Linked DNA regions of Mus musculus: regions 2 and 3 are each linked to region 1. Evidence: chromatin contacts called from public HiChIP or PLAC-seq data. All regions are on one chromosome and are shown on one strand. Each heading gives the region's core, a stretch centred on a gene start, on an enhancer-like site or on the middle of the called end of the contact. The rest is flanking DNA. Distances are from core to core; before and after follow the strand shown. Region 1 overlaps Sptlc2 (serine palmitoyltransferase, long chain base subunit 2). Region 2 holds the start of Ngb (neuroglobin). Region 3 holds the start of Gstz1 (glutathione transferase zeta 1 (maleylacetoacetate isomerase)).

Region 1 (5,138 bases), core at 1,387-3,886:
TGGGAAATGTCTGACTGGGTAAAAAGCTAGCCTGCAAGGTGCACTGAAAATGCCATTGCCTTCTATGGTGGGATTGGCCTGAGCTCCAGGCTTAGCACAGTAGGAGAAACAAGAGACTTCATGAAGTTGGAAGGCCAAAAGTGACTCCTGAAAACTATCCTCTGACATACACACCTCAATCAACTATTTAAGTAATAAGAATAACTTCAAGTTAACCTGACCATGGTTTCTAAAGATCATCTTCTGGGTCTGGGATTGTAGCCCAATGTTAGAGAGCTGCCTGCCTGTGTGAGGCTTTAGGACTGAATCTGAGCCTCTGGCTTCAATCCCAGCACTGGAAAAAAAAGAAAAGCAAACACAGCAGTGATTCTCAGGATGACAAGGTGATCAGCAGACAAAAGTACTTACCATGAAGCCTACTGTTAGGAGTTTCACCCTTAGAACCCACACAAAGTAGGGAAGGACCAACTTCTCAAAGATGCCTTTGGACTTTGCCCATAATTAAACAAACAAATAGATAAATAAATAAATGTAAAAAGTTTTAATCTTTTTTAGTGCCATTGAGGGATGCACATGATCATATTTTATTGTATTCATGTATAAAATTCAAGTATATCTTAAGTACTGTGACTCTTGAAATATATATATTTCCTCCAGGATAAAAAGATTGTTTGAAAAATAGGAAGAATTCAGACTGCTTAGAGCTCTCCATGTCATGGTCTTAACGTTATTTTTATATGTTTATGAGGATATGCCATGTGAGTTTGGGAGCCTGAGGAGGTCAGAAGAGGCCATCAGATACCCTGGAGTTGAAGATATGGGATAGTTTTGAGTTCTCTGATCTGGGGGCTAGCAAACCCCCTGCTTGGGTCCTCTGTTAGGAGCAGCAAGTACTCTCAACCACTGAGCTGTCTCTCCAGGCCCACATCTGTGTTCTCTCTGAGACAGCAAGGGTTAAGAATTAGGTGTAATATATATCTGTCCTGGAAGTCCATGTTTATTTGAGTCTGTCTGAAATAACTTGCTCAAACTTTGGGACGGAAACTGAGCTAACAGATTCGATGGAATAGTCTTAAATGCTTGCAATAGCTGGTGTCTTATGCTTGTTAGAATTCAGTGTGTTGAGCCAGTAATGTGATGGCAGCTTAAAGACTTCATCTGATAAGTCTTTGTTTTCATTTTTGTTTTTAAGGATAAAATCAGACTATTTCAGGCTGGATGTATTGTAGGTTTCTGTAATCCTAGCGCTGAGGAGGCAGAAGCAGGAGGAGTTCAAGGTTAAGGCCAGCCTGAGGATCATGGGAAGTTCCAGACCAGTCTGGCTAAACGTAATAAAGGTGTGACAGGCATACTTTAGAGGACAGTCTGTATTACATAGTCTGGGCTGCAAGGTAAGACCTGTCTCAAAAAAAGCAGCAACAGATGATACCATTTCTGACTAGAGAGAAAGAGAGAAGGTTTCTTTCTAGAAAGAGAGGCTGGCCATGGCCACGTGGAGAGAGGGGGGAAGGGAGGGAGAGAGAAGGAAGGCTAGAGATGATAGTAAGAAAGGTGAGAGTTTAAGAGAGCAAGGAGGGTAAGGCATGCCCTTATGACCTACTTTCTCCAACTAGGTCCCACCGCCTCTAAAATTTCCAACATCTCTTAAAATAGCACCATCAGCTAGGGGCTAAGCATACAAAGCCATGATTGTGGGGACAGTTCATGTTCAAACCTTAATAAAGGGCTTGTTGATTGGTGATAGGGCTAGTAGGTCTGTGATAAGGCAAAAGATTATATGTAAATTTCTTTAAAAAAAGATTATACTAATACACAAATATGTTACTTTTGTTTTTTTAAGATGTATTTATTTAATGTATATGAGTACACTGTAGCTGTACTTATGGTTGTGAGCCATAGTGTGGTTGCTGGGAATTTGAATTCAGGACCTTTTGACCCTGCTCGCTCTGGTCGGCCTGCTTGCTTTGGCCTAAAGATTTATTTATTATTATATCTAAGTGCACTATAGCTGTCTTCAGACACCAGAAGAGGGCATCAGATCTCTTTATGGATGGTTTTGAGTCACCATGTGGTTGCTGGGATTTGAACTCAGGACCTTCGGAAGAACAGTCAGTGCTCTTAACCGCTGAGCCATCTTTCCAGCCCCATCACTTAGTTTTAATGAAGTATTATTTATGCACAATAGTAAAATTCACCAACTTTTTAAGTATATATCTCTACAAATTTGTACAAAAACATAATCTTACAATACCATGATCAGGGCACTGAATATTCTCATCATCTCCCAAAACACCCTTATGTCCCCTAGCTGATGAAGCCAGCTCAGTCAGTCAACAAGGTCTCAAGGGAGAGAGTGAGGATTAAAAAGAAAAAGATAATTAGACTACACAATACAATAACTCCAGCCAGTTTAGAAGCTGAAGCAAGGTTGTTTTTTTGTTTTTTTGTTTTTCCTCAGTCTGCTTTTATTTCTTTCTAGGTACATACAAAGAATATAATCAGTCCTAGGGCATAAACTAAGTAGTCAAGGAACAAACAAAACTTGAACAAAGGTCCCTTGATTACTGTATTCAGGGTCTTAACAAGACCCATCAAAATACAAAGAACACATTCCTCCGTTGTATAGGACTACTTCTTTGTCCTAGCCCAATGTCAAATTCCTGCCAAATTCCTAAAAGGCTGCCCCAAAAGCTCTCCACACCTGGCTGTCTGCCTCAGTCCCTCTTTTTGACCACCTTTGATCTCTTGTTTCTACAGTTGTCCTCTAGGATTCCATTCTAATTCATGCAGCATGAAATCTTACTTCTGTCTTCATCTAGCATACTTTGCAGAGCAAGATTGTGGTAGATTTTGTTTGTTCTTTTTAAAAACTATTTTCTATTCTTACCGTAGTTTTTGGGTTGTTCATTTGTTGGTTTTGCTTTTGTTTTCTCTTTGAGCGAGGGTCTCACTGTGGGGGCCCACACTAGCCTAGAAATTGCCATCCTCTGGTCTGAATGTCCAGCATGGCTACCATTTTGAACCTACACATTATAACTTCAATAGCATCATAGCATCCTTGTTTGCTAATACTCTTTGTCATTTTTGGTCTGTTTTTGTTTTTTGACTTCCCACTTAGTCATATGAGCATATTATTTAGCCTGTTTGTTGGCCTACAGTTTTCTTGGTTGTCATATACTTTACCAGTTTGATACTCTATTTTGTTGTATTCCCTTCAGTATCACTGAACTTTGCTCTGAGAATCAAATCCATTTGAGACTTACTTTTGAGGTTTGTTAAGGTATATCAAGACTTAGTCTTTGGCTTTTGGTTTTTCGAGACAGGTTTTCTGTATAATGGTTCTGGCGTCCTGGAACTTGCTCTGTAGTCGAGGCTGGCCTCACACTGAGAGATCTCTGCTTGCCTCTGCCTCCAAAGTGATGGGATTAAAGGGATAGGCCAACATACCCAATACCCAGCCCATTCTAGGGTTAATTTACTTCCACTACTAAAGCGACATTCTTCTGTGGGCTATTGTGTGCATTGTGCCATCTTTCTATTTTCGTGGGTGAATAACTATTGTGAGCTCTTTGTAAGTGCCAGAAATTGTTGGAGCTACTGCCTTCTGGAAGAATTTCCCAATCCTTGGAAGTTTCTTCTTATACATGTGCAGTTCTGGTATTGCCAAAGCTCACCTCCCTCCTCTTCTACTTACTGCCCAACAAAGTCCTAATCAGTTTGACCTCTCCAATTCTGATTTCAACTGACAAGATTGGGTCCACCTTCTTTGTGTAGCAACCTGGAACTTGCCTGTAAGCATTAAGTACCTGAAGGTTCACCCTGCTTCCATCTCTGAAGGAACATTTTCAACATTTCTTGTTGCCCTGTGTCTGACAGCTGTGGTGTTTTGTCCAGCTTTCTATTAAAGGAAGGTAAATCTTGTCCCAGTATTAAGGAAGGCAAGGGTGGAAGTAGAAGTCTCCTGTAAAAGTGAAGGAAGAAGCCGGTGATGTCGTTCACTTGGTTGAAGTTGCTCTGGCATGGTAGCACTTGTAATAACTTAGAGGTAGAATCAGGAGATTCAGAAACTCGAGGTCATTTTCAGATACTTAGAGTATGTGTGTAGTGAATATATGTATTTTGAATGAGAATGGCCCCAAAAGGCTCATATATTTGCATGCTTAGAGTCCCCATTTGATGACTGAGAAAGATTGAGACCTTGGAGAAGGTGTCACTGGAGGTGGACTTGGGGCTTCAAAAAACCCATGCCAGGCCCAGTGGTTCTCTTCCTGCTGCCTAAGGACCAAGATGTTAAAGCTCTCAGCTATTGTACCAACAGCATGCCTGCCTCACCATATTCCCCACCATGGTGATAAAAGACTAATAAACCTCTAACACTGTAAGCAAGCCCCCAATTAAATGCTTCCTTTTAGCCAGGCTTTTACTCTCAGCACTCAGAAGGCAGAGGCAGGTAGATCTCTGTGAGTTTGAGGCTAACCTGGTCTACAAAGGGAGCTCCTTCTTCATCTTCCACCACACACACAAAAATAAAGAGTTGCCTTGCTCAGGGTGCAGACTCTAGACAGCAATAAAATCCCCAACTGGGGCTGGTGAGATGGCTCAGCAGGTAAGAGCACCCGACTGCTCTTCCGAAGGTCCAGAGTTCAAATCCCAGCAACCACATGGTGGCTCACAACCATCCGTAACAAGACCTGACTCCCTCTTCTGGTGTGTCTGAAGATAGCTACAGTGTACTTATATATAATAATAAATAAATCTTAAAAAAAAATAAAATAAAATAAAATAAAATCCCCAACTAAAACATGAAATCCTGTCACAAATTTTTTTCAGCCAATTAATAAAGTTGTTAAGAGATAGAACAAGCATCTTATTCACAGTGTAAGAAATCAGGATGTGTAATTCTGAGAACCCAGTTCTCGGGATCCTTATATAACACAACACACCTGTTATTAGCTCTTGTTCTTTGTTAGGTCCGTGTGTAACTTACCTAGTGGTCCTTGGTGTTCAGGGTGAGTAGTCCAATCTAAATTTCAGGGGTTTTCTCTGATCAACCTGAAATTGTTTTATATAAAGGATATTCATTTGGGGCTATGTGTATCCAGCTTATCCAGTATAGTTTTCCACGAGTGGTCGATAAG
Region 2 (5,138 bases), core at 1,135-3,634, 220 kb after region 1:
GATGGTCAGAACTGGGGGCAAACTCTGGCCCCACCTTTTCTTTTTTTAAACTCTGTGACTGGCCAGCTAACCTTGCCTCCCATTTCCTCATCTCTAAGATGAAAATATAAACAGCATCTCCTTCACAGGGCAGTTGGGAAGATACAGCTAGTGGTCACAGTGTCTGGACACAAGCCCAATCTACTAGCTTTTTTTTTTTTCTCCCCGAGACAGGGTTTCTCTGCATAGTCCTGGCTGTCCTGGAACCCACTTTGTAGACCAGGCTAGCCTCGAACTCAGAAATCCGACTGCCTCTGCCTCCCAAGTGCTGGGATTAAAGGTGTGCACCACCACCACCCGGCTCTGCTAGCTCTTTAAAGACATTAATGATACATTGACAGCTCTGACTAGAGAACACTTAAACTATCCTAGATTTTAACCTATTGTGTAACCCACAGGGAGGAAAGAACCTCTTCAGCCCCTCAGAATAGAATTGAGACCATCAGTGGTTGGGGTACCTCACCTTGACTGCCTAGGCTACACCAGATCCTTAGCCTTTTCCCAAGGGGAGCAGAGATTAGAGCACACCAAATCCTTCTGTGACCTCTGGCTCAGAGCTGTGGGTTTGGGTTCTGGTTCTTCCACTTAGGTCATAAGTCCACTACTCCCATGAATTCTTCAAACCTCAGATGATGTTACGTGAAGAGGCCAGAAGGGTCCTGAGTGAGGGCTTCCAGGAAGGTATAAGCTGGGTGGAGCGGAAGGTGCAGACCAGCCAGGTGCACTAAGAAAACACTATCCTTTTGTCCTCTTGCTTGGGGTCTTCTGAAGTCATTAGGACACAGGCTCTTTGCCAGACTGTCCTAAAGCCTTACTTTCCTGCTGCAGAACAGGGACCAGAGATACGAAAGAGATGGGGAAGAGCCAAGTAAGTTGTGCTCAGATGTCATTCAGGAGAGGGTGAGTAGATGTTTCCATGGAACTTGGTTGGAGCAGGACAAAAGGCTAAGTCCTAGAAGCCATGGTCTGTGTACTCTACATCTAACATGGGGTTGTCCGAGGGATCACAGTCTGCTCATAACTGAAAACCAAGGGCACTGATTTATATCCATTCGATAAGGACTGTGGAGAGAGAGCTTGCCACTCAATCCCTTCCAGTACATCTGAGGAAGCAGAAGAGACTCAAAGATAGTGAAAGATAAAGGGAGTGTGTCCTCCAAAGCCTGGGCCCCTGGAAAGAACAGTCATGCTTGAAAGAGAACAACACAGCTACCTGGAAGGTGGCCAGCTGCACACTCCGAGTGGCAAACACAGGACCTACCTGAACTACGTTTAGAAAATAGTGTTTTGTGTTTCTTCCTCAGTTGCTCCAGCTAATTTTTTGGGACAGTCTCTCACTGTCCTTAGAGGTCAATGTCTTGCTAGCGGAGCCCTAGAAATCCTACAGTTTTCTAACTCTCAGTGCTCCTATTAGAGTCAGGTGGCCTCTTCTTTTTTTTTTTTTTTTTTTTTTTTTTTGAGACAGTTTCTCTACAGAACCCTGGCTGTCCTGAAACACACTGAGATCTGCCTGCCTCTGCCTCCTCAGTACTGGGATTAGACCACTACTCCAGCTCTGTGTATGTGTGTGTTCACAATTGCTGAAAGGATGCCCATTGGACCATCCCCAGCACCTCGTTTCTTAGTTTTGACTTTGGAGGGTGTTGGGGGTTTACTTGTTTGGGGTTCATATCACCATTTTCAGTAGGTCGTGCGATGGCAGAACATGACGTTAACTCCATGAATGTGTACGCAGCGCATTACTAGTTACTGTCTGGGGGCTGAGGTGATCCAACAGACCTGAGATTGGAGCCCACACTTGTCTGGAGATGTCTATGTTTTGGCCTCTGCCCCTTAAACTGAGAGAGAGCTTTGGTGAACCCAAAGTTGTGCAAGTACCCAGGGTTTGAGCAGAGGACAGACAGGCAGACCAGTTTGGTGACCTAGGTCCCTCTAGCTGAACTCTAGAGAAGACAGGAGACCATGAGCCCAGGAGATGGCAAACCCGAGAGTTTTTCAGTGGAGAGATGGGACTCACCTTGAACACTGGGCCTCCCAGTCGCTTCATCAGAAATAGGAAGTGATTATTTACTTAGTACTGGAGGGGAATGACACAATTTATGTAGCCCAGACTGGTATTAATCCTTTCAGTTTTCTGCCTCTCAAGGCTGAGATTACAGGCATGTGGCACAAGCCAGTCCAGAGAAGCAGTCATATCATTAGTTTTCAAGACTAAAACAAGCCCAGAGGCTCGGCAATTTCTGTTAGACTCTGAAGCCTGGACATTTCCCAGGCCTCGGGTAGTACCTTCCTAAGGCGGGTGCAGAGGGAGCGCGCAAGCCTCACTGGGCCAGAGTGGGTGGGAGCCACCGTAGCTTTAATGGGCGGTTCTCTGGGAGCTTCGGGGTGTAGGGCGCAGCTGCCCAAGCGGGGTCCCCGGAAGCGCCCGAGGCCAAGCTGGCCGTGCGCATCCTCTGGGCTGGACCAGTAAAGGCGCAGTTGCTGGGCCCCACCCAACTAAGGCACTGGGCCTGGAGGGGGGCTCCCCCGCGTCGCCGAGGAGATGGCGCTGCATGTGCGTTGACTGCACCCACGCCTCGAGGGTCCCATCACTGCGTCCCGCGAGTCTCCTGGGAGAGAGAGCATGGAGCGCCCGGAGTCAGAGCTGATCCGGCAGAGCTGGCGGGTAGTGAGCCGCAGCCCTCTGGAACATGGCACTGTCCTGTTCGCCAGGTGAGAGCTGCGGGGCACTGGGGCGCGAGTGAAGGGGTGCCTAACCGTAGTGGGCTCGAGATTGCTTGGCTTGTCACTGATGGAGGAGAAATTGCCCGCCTGCTGTGGTGCTTCTGAGAGAGGGGTGTGTGCGCAGCGACAGGTGGTGCTGTCCCATCTGCTCTTCCCGGATAGCAGTAGCTCTTATCTGAACTGGTTGAGGTCCGATGGGGTCCTTTACCAGCACCCACAGTGTGGGCAGGTAGATGCAATGCCCCCACTCTCCTCCCATTGTTATCTCAGTGTCCCGTGGCTAGTAAATGCAGGGCCACTCACAGGAGCTGGGCCGGTAGGAGGAAATGAGTGACTCAAAGGGCTAGTTAGTGTATGCAGGCACCTAGAACGGTAGAACGGACCCCGTTCCCGCTCGAATGGAAGGAGACCATGTAGTCCTGGCCCAGGAGAACTCAAGTTCAGCTACCAGTAAGATGAGAAAGCACAGGCTTAGGACCAGAGAAGCTCCAGGAGGGAGGCATCCAGTCTCACCGCCCCCCCCCCGGGGGGGGAGGGGAGGTAGAGAGAGAGAGAAGGAGGGAGGGAGGGAGGGAGGGAGGGAGGGAGAGAGAGAGAGAGAGAGAGAGACCACCCCACAGAAAGCCTGCTGGTTTTCAGCTTCACCTCAGGCTCTGTCACCAAAGGGCCACACTCCCTCATCGCAGCTCCCTAGGCCAGCTCAAAACTTTCAAACAGGACTTTACAAAGCCTCTTCCAGATGGAAAGGGAATAAATTCAGTGACACAAAAGAGTTACACAAAAATGCAAGCTCTCCCCAGCGAGGCTGAAGTTTTTTTGGTTGTGCCAACTGTATTTTTCTAAACTCATTCCCCCAGATTCTGATACCCACTGTGGCTTTACTGTGTAACTTAAGGCAGCTTGCTTAACAAACTCTCTGAGCTTCTGTTTCTTCCTTTGAACTCACTGCTTAACTGTATGGGGGGGGGGGGGGCAGTGCTCAATCACAGTTAACCACATGGGAAATACTTAGTGCTCAGTAGTTCAAGGAGTGTGTTCTTGATGCTATTGCCCGTTTAAGCCTTAGATACAAGGGCATTGAGAAGTTTTGATCCAAAAGGGAAGGTTCCTCCTAGATTTTGGTTTGAGATGCCTACCTGTCCCAAACTCAGCCTTCAATTGTTTACGGAGGAGCTACTGTCTGTCAGGTAATGTGAGAGTCTGGGGACATAAGTGTCCTCTGAAGAGTGCTCAGAGAGAGGGGGCATTGACTAAGCTGGTAGTGCCAGGCTGGGGGTGCACTGTGGCTTTCCTCTGGCCAGCCAGGGTCTGCTGCAGTTGCCGCTCACGGTGCTGATGACCTCTGCTCCTAACCCACAGGCTCTTCGCCCTGGAACCCAGCCTGCTGCCTCTCTTCCAGTACAATGGCCGCCAGTTCTCCAGCCCTGAGGACTGTCTCTCCTCTCCAGAATTCCTGGACCACATTAGGAAGGTGAGGGAGGGAGAGCCATGAGGTTTCAGATCTGCAGATCATTGTCTTAGCATAGAAAGAGGGACTTGGGATTAGGCAAACAGCGTCTACACACACACACACACACACACACACACACACACACACACACTGTGCCCTTTTCTCTGGATTTGACCCAGCCTCCTCCCCAACCCTGTCTTCGAGCCAGCTGGACCCAGCCTAGTACTTTGCTCTCAGCCTTATCCTCTGGCTCCCACTGTATTGGTAGATCTTGACCCCTTGGGGCTACCATCCTATGAAAACTAGGCTGGGCTCATGATCCTCACAGCACCTCAGTTTACCCTTGTTCCACGCCGGCAATATTGTTCTGCAGATATATCAAAGATTTTAAGATCCTCAAAAGAGAAGGGCTTCATGGGTGGGATTTCAGTAGTGAAGCCAGCACATACCGGACGCCTACTGTTTACAGACACTGGCCGCCTGCCACCCTCTGATCCTGGACATCAGTGCTCTGAAAGCCTCCCTTGTTGAGAAGCCTGGGTGCTAGCCTGTGGTAGTAAGCAGGTAGGACTGTGCCCTCTGTGTCCTCGACAGGTGATGCTAGTGATTGATGCTGCAGTGACCAACGTGGAGGACCTGTCTTCATTGGAGGAGTACCTGACCAGCTTGGGCAGGAAGCATCGGGCAGTGGGAGTGAGGCTCAGCTCCTTCTCGGTGGGTAGTGGGGTACGTTCTCATTCCAGAGCTCCAGACCTCAGCTGCTGCTCTCTCCCAGTCCCAACCCATTGCCCCTTACCTCACGCCTGAGAGAAATACAGGGCTGTTCTAGTTACGTGCCCGCTATGTGACTGACTCGGACTTAACCTCTTTGAGCCTCAGAGTTCCCTTTAACATGGCTCCTTTAAGAACCATGAAGGCAGCTGGG
Region 3 (5,138 bases), core at 1,708-4,207, 170 kb after region 1:
ATGCAAGTTAGTCATACCACCAGCCTTCCCTATAGCCCACAAGGCCAAGGTATTGTGGAAAGGGCACATCGCACCTTGAAAGAACTGTTACAAAAACAAAAAGAGGGAATTGCCTACGGACGAGCACCCAAAGAACAATTATCTTTAGCTTTATTTACCTTAAATTTTTAAATTTTGGATGATCATGGTCGCTCGGCTGCAGACAGGCATGCCATGACCTCGCCTGTAATTCAACATGATGTAAAATGGGAAGATGTCTTAACTGGTAAATGGTATGGCCCAGATCCCGTTATTTCGAGATCTAGGGGAGCTGTTTGTGTTTTTCCACAGGATAAAGAACATCCAATTTGGGTACCAGAAAGGCTGACATGAAAATTGCTTATCTTAAAGGAAATTGGTCAGCCAAAGCAGAGCAGAAAGTTGCTCCTCCAGATTGCCAAACTCAACAGCACTCGACCCGACCCTGTCACCCTGGGAGACTTCACCTCCTGGATCACCAATGCCTTCTCCTTTTTAAAGGAGTGGGCAGGAATGTTGGCCTGGGGGACAGTGGTCCTCCTGGGGTGTGTCTTCTGCATCTGGCTATTGTGTCAACTAAAAAGAGAGTATGCTCAACATAAAGCAGTGGTCTACCAAGCTTTGTTGGCAATTGAAGATGGTGCATCTCCCAATATTTGGCTGGCCTCTTTAAAAAATTAAGAGTCCGCCCTAGGTCATTTGGCAGTTGTAGTCACACAGATCCATGGTATCCAGAGACGGGCAACTTTCCTCATGCACAGACCAACCTAAGAGAAGGGGCCTGGAGGCCATCATAGGATAACCCTATGATGGGTAAGGCTGTGATACTAGAGGATCGACCTAAGACAGGAGCCCTGGCCATGGACAGATTTGCCCAGGCCTAGACCAGCCTCATTTCATTAAAGAAAAAAGAGGGAGATGTAGGAAGCCAACTCTAAGATGGCGCAGGCTTTCTGTGTGCCTTTGTGGTAAACAACACCATTGCGCAGGTGCTAGCCTGACCCCTCCTGAGCAGGTACATGCAAATTAGATGCAGGCAGACTGACCAATCCTGGGGGGCCATGGAGCCTTCTCCTGTGCTAGGGTGTATATAAGCAGCCCTCCCTGGGTGCCCTGTCCCGGTAGCAGCATCGAGGTGTTCCTGCAATAAAGGCTGTTGAGAAGAATCTGACCATGTCGTGTCTTCCTTGCTGGCTGAGGTGGGCGCGACACCCCATGGCCCTTCAGCAGGAAACAGAATTTTTTTTTTTTTGGCTTTTTCGAGACAGGGTTTCTCTGTATAGCCCCGGCTGTCCTGGAACTCACTTTGTAGATCAGGCTGGCCTCGAACTCAGAAATCCGCTTGCCTCTACCTCCCGAGTGCTGGGATTAAAGGCATGCATCACCATCACCCAGCTGGAATCTTACCCTACATCTATTATTATTTTTTTTTCTTATATATCATTTTAGTTTCTTTTCCTGCTGCTATGATAAAATGCCCCAACAAAGGCAGTCTAAAGAAGAGTGGTTTATTTTGGCTTATAATTCAAGATGTAGTAAGTCACCTGGGGTGGGGGTGGGGTGGGGTTTGGGGGAAGAGCAGCCTGAAACAGCTGGTAAGTAACCTATGCATCCACAGCATGAAACAGAACAATGCTGTGTGTTGGTGCTTGGCTGACTTCCCCCTTATTATGGGCCCAGCCAGACCCAACCCAGGGAATGGTGTCACTCTCCCACATCAGTTAACCTGATAAAGACAATCCTAACCCTCTCTGCAGAGCATCTGGAGGCTTGTCTCCTATGTGCTTTTAGATAAACAGGGAGAGAAATCACAGCTAAGCACTAACAGCAAACCACCTGGCGATTTTTGCACTTGAACAGCTACTTTTTAATATCAAGTAGAATGTCCGTTTAATTAGCACCGGGAAGGATCATGTTTCCAACTCAAACATGCATTCTGGCGACTTTAAATTTGCAGTTTTTCTGTTGTGGGAGACTCGGCCCATGCTAGGAGCTACGTCAGAGTTGCGTACATCCCTAGCTGTTTTTATACCATTTCTTACATGATTAAAATCCTGAAAAATCACATCTGTATGTGGAAAATCTATATTAACCGGATGCAATGTCCTTTGCATCTAATGTGCCGCCTTCCTACATATCGGCCCTCCTAAGAGACTCAATTTTAAGTCTCTTATAAAACACACTCGCAGCTCCATTCCAGCAATGGCTTAAATACAAATGGCTCTAGGGTGGACTAAAGAAGTTCGACTTAAACCCTGGACGCTCCATATGCCACAGCCTGGAATCCCAGCACTTGGAAGGCGGGGGCGGGAGAGTCAAAGTTCAAAGTCAGGTTGGGCTGCACAGCAAGATCGTTTCTTAGAGCCAAACCGACAAAACTAGAAACCTGAGCAGATACTACAAGTGATTATTAACGTCGTTAAAGAGTCACATCTTTCCCCCTTGCCTTTGGTGCATGCCTGGACCACCAGGTCCCCTGAGAGACATACGAAGGGCGCCGCGAAACTGCAAAGTAGGGAACCATGTTTGAAAGCCCTAGAAGAGGTCTGTCTACCCGAAGCAGGGAAAAGCGCGATTGGACGCCCCTCAAAAGCTTCCAAGTTTAGCCTTCCCGGCCCAATCTACCACCACCATAAGGTTCAGCGGCCAGCGCGCAGGTGTAGAGTGAGCGGGCGCCGAGGTGCACGCCGGGAGTCGTTGTGGCGCCACGCGAAGAAGCGAGCTCTCAGCCCCGCCCCCCCCCACAGCTCTTCTCCGCGTTTCTCAGGAGAGACCCTCATCCCCGGACGTGGGGCACAGACCTTCCCGGCTTGCATCTCGCCCGGTCGGCCGGCCAAGAAAGTCAGCTCTCGGGACTAGAAGATGACTGAGGCCTAGCGGGGTCCAGAGAGCGAAGGTTGGACTAGATGGCCTCCCTCCTTCGGGCTGGCCCCGCCCCCGCCCCCTGAGCTGCTGGGAGTTGTAGTTCATGAGCCGACTCGAGTTTGTCAGTCCTTGGTTTCCCTCCGCCTCCCGCAATGCTCTACGCCTCAGGCCGCCTCTTAGCTGCCCGGGCGGCCACCACACTTTCCGCCCCGCCCAGAGCCCGGGGCCCGGCGCTCCGCGGCAAACGGAGGGAACTACAAATCCCATGGCACCTCGAGACGCCTTCTTATGACCCCTTGACGGGGCAGCGGACAAGACCCGGCGTGCCTCCGGCCCGGAGGGTGATCCTTCGGAAGGGGAGGATGCCGCCGGCCATAGGCGGTGGCCTAGCGGGCTCCGAGCTGCGTCCCCGTAGGGGCCGCTGTGTGCCGCAGGCTGCCAGAGCCGTGAGCCGAGACGTGGTCCCCCAGGCTGCAGCACGGAAACTTAAACGGCCTGCTTGGAGCTCGCGGCGCTTCCAGGCGGCAGGGTGGTGGGCCACGTTGGCTGTGGTGACGCTGCTGTCCTTTGCCACCCGCTTTCACCGGCTGGACCAGCCTGCTCACATCTGGTAAGTGGCGGAAAGGACTTGGCGGGCACCATGGCAACTGAGAGGGAGTGACGCCACCCTCTGATTGGCTTGAGGGCGCGAAGTGGGCGGGATTCATCGGAGGCACGACAGGTCCTTGGCGGTAGAGAAACTCAGTTGTATTTCGAGGGGAGTAGGGGGTGGCTGGGGAAAGCTTTCCGGTGTGTCAAACCTCGGAGAATAGGTTTGCCCTGGTGGGGGTCCCACACTCGGAGTTTGCAGGAGTTGTCCTCATGTCTTCTAGTCACCTGGCTTTAAAATGGTGATACTCAGAGGTTCTTTGAACTTGGCTGAGAAATTAGTAAATTCGTAGAACATAATTTTCCCAAAGCGTGATTTTCAAAGAAAAAGATTCCTATAGAGTAAGGATAGTTTGGGTATCGGGAGATGGCGGCACAGATTCTGAGCAACAGGTCTGGTGTTATCCTGTGAGAATTATTTTCTAGGCCTTACTTTGTATGATACAGATGGTGGCTTGAGGCTTGGTTCAATTCCATTTCCCAAGCTCACAGAGTTACTTGATCTTTAGCTGGAAGGGATGTTTTATCTTCTCTATATCACCAAACAGAAACTTAGCATAGAAGGTGTCACAAGTGGATCTTACTCAAGAGCAAGCAAACACACTGACAGGGCTGCTCCTATAGGAAACTAATAAATTACTGTGAAGCTAATTAATAAATTAGGTGCATTTTATGACTGTTGGGAGCTGTAACTACTGGGTTAAACACAAAGGCGTAATCACAGGAAGGGGAATGAATATCAGCACCTTTAGAGTTAGGTTCTTCCACCCCCTGTCAAATCCTACTATACATGACTGTATCCCAAAGAGATAGGTGTACCCACAGTGGGTTACATAATGGCCAAGGACTAACGAGTTTGGGAAATCTATTTTAACACTCACAAGCCTTAATTAGCTCTGTTCTCATAGGAGACATTGCCATATCTCTTATTGCAAGCACAGCCCTAAGAAATGGCCCAGGTCAAATGCAGTTAGGGCATCCTAGGTACATTCTTGGCACGTGTGGTTGTCCATCATCAGCTGCCACTTGTCTTAGGTGGCCCGTCTGAATCTTATCTGGCTTTGGGGTTAGACTTAGAGGAGAAAGAGAGAATTGTTTTTTGTTTTGTTTTGTTTTTTGAGACAGGGTTTCTCTGTATAGCCCTGGCTATCCTGGAACTCACTTTGCAGACCAGGCTGGCCTCAAACTCAGAAATCCGCCTGCCTCTGCCTCCCAAGTGCTGGGACTAAAGGCGTGCACCACCACTGCCTGGCTGTCCAGGACATTGATGAAGGGCTTTCTCTCCCAATTGGCTTTATTACCCCTCCATCATGCATTGCCTTGGTTTCTGGCAGATGTTTCATGTTAATCCACAACTCTATTAGCTACTCAGATCAGCATGGCTGACAGAGGCAGAAACCACATCTGTTCAGTTTGTCTCATATGATTTAATTACGGCTGCTGTCAATGAAACTCCAAGCAGGGGGGTGATGGGCCCTGGACTCAGCCTCTTACAAATAAGTCCTGATGAGGGGCCAGCAGTATGAATATAGTCTAAGAACAGTCTACCAGTTATGACCTGTGCAAAGCAGTTTCGATTGATTCTGATCTTTGGTATCATTGGCGGT

The links. HiChIP or PLAC-seq counts read pairs in DNA pulled down with a chosen protein or histone mark.
Region 2: an H3K27ac HiChIP or PLAC-seq map of embryonic stem cells shows a contact between it and region 1, with 6 read pairs. The contact joins the promoter of Ngb here to the enhancer-like site in region 1. A contact is called at or near these places in 3 of 39 promoter capture datasets (the HPC-7 cell line, liver and stem cell-derived epiblast-like cells), 1 of 484 Hi-C or Micro-C datasets (bone marrow-derived macrophages), 1 of 115 datasets of contacts at active chromatin or transcription factors (embryonic stem cells) and 2 of 9 other capture datasets (embryonic stem cells and pancreatic islet).
Region 3: a contact with region 1 is called in an H3K27ac HiChIP or PLAC-seq map of embryonic stem cells, with 9 read pairs. The contact joins the promoter of Gstz1 here to the enhancer-like site in region 1. A contact is called at or near these places in 11 of 39 promoter capture datasets (the 3T3-L1 cell line, 3T3-L1-derived adipocytes, the C10 cell line and 7 more), 11 of 484 Hi-C or Micro-C datasets (the 63-12 cell line, ECoMG-derived neutrophils, bone marrow-derived macrophages and 6 more), 8 of 115 datasets of contacts at active chromatin or transcription factors (the 230-238 cell line, bone marrow-derived macrophages, embryonic midbrain and 2 more) and 4 of 9 other capture datasets (adipose tissue, liver, macrophages and 1 more).

What each region holds. Positions count from the first base shown.
Region 1 is chr12:87,315,604-87,320,741 of GRCm38.p6, reverse strand. The region is part of intron 9 of Sptlc2 (serine palmitoyltransferase, long chain base subunit 2); the gene reads left to right. Among named protein-coding and RNA genes, the nearest start is that of Ism2, 18 kb to the right of the region's middle. Within about 2 kb of position 2,636, at least 9 of the 459 cell types and tissues checked have an H3K27ac peak or open chromatin away from gene starts, as enhancers often do. A contact at or near this core is called in embryonic stem cells and stem cell-derived epiblast-like cells, where this site is marked.
Region 2 is chr12:87,099,785-87,104,922 of GRCm38.p6, reverse strand. It overlaps Ngb (neuroglobin), which reads left to right and starts at 2,384. Exons shown (of 4, transcript NM_022414.2): 1 at 2,384-2,751; 2 at 4,123-4,234; 3 at 4,808-4,927. The coding sequence starts at 2,663.
Region 3 is chr12:87,145,526-87,150,663 of GRCm38.p6, reverse strand. It overlaps Gstz1 (glutathione transferase zeta 1 (maleylacetoacetate isomerase)), which reads right to left and starts at 2,957. Exons shown (of 9, transcript NM_010363.4): 1 at 2,820-2,957. The coding sequence starts at 2,834. It overlaps Pomt2 (protein-O-mannosyltransferase 2), which reads left to right and starts at 2,762. Exons shown (of 21, transcript NM_153415.4): 1 at 2,762-3,493. The coding sequence starts at 3,036. Gm6566 (predicted gene 6566) reads left to right here. Exons shown (of 3, transcript NR_136901.1): 3 at 331-1,189.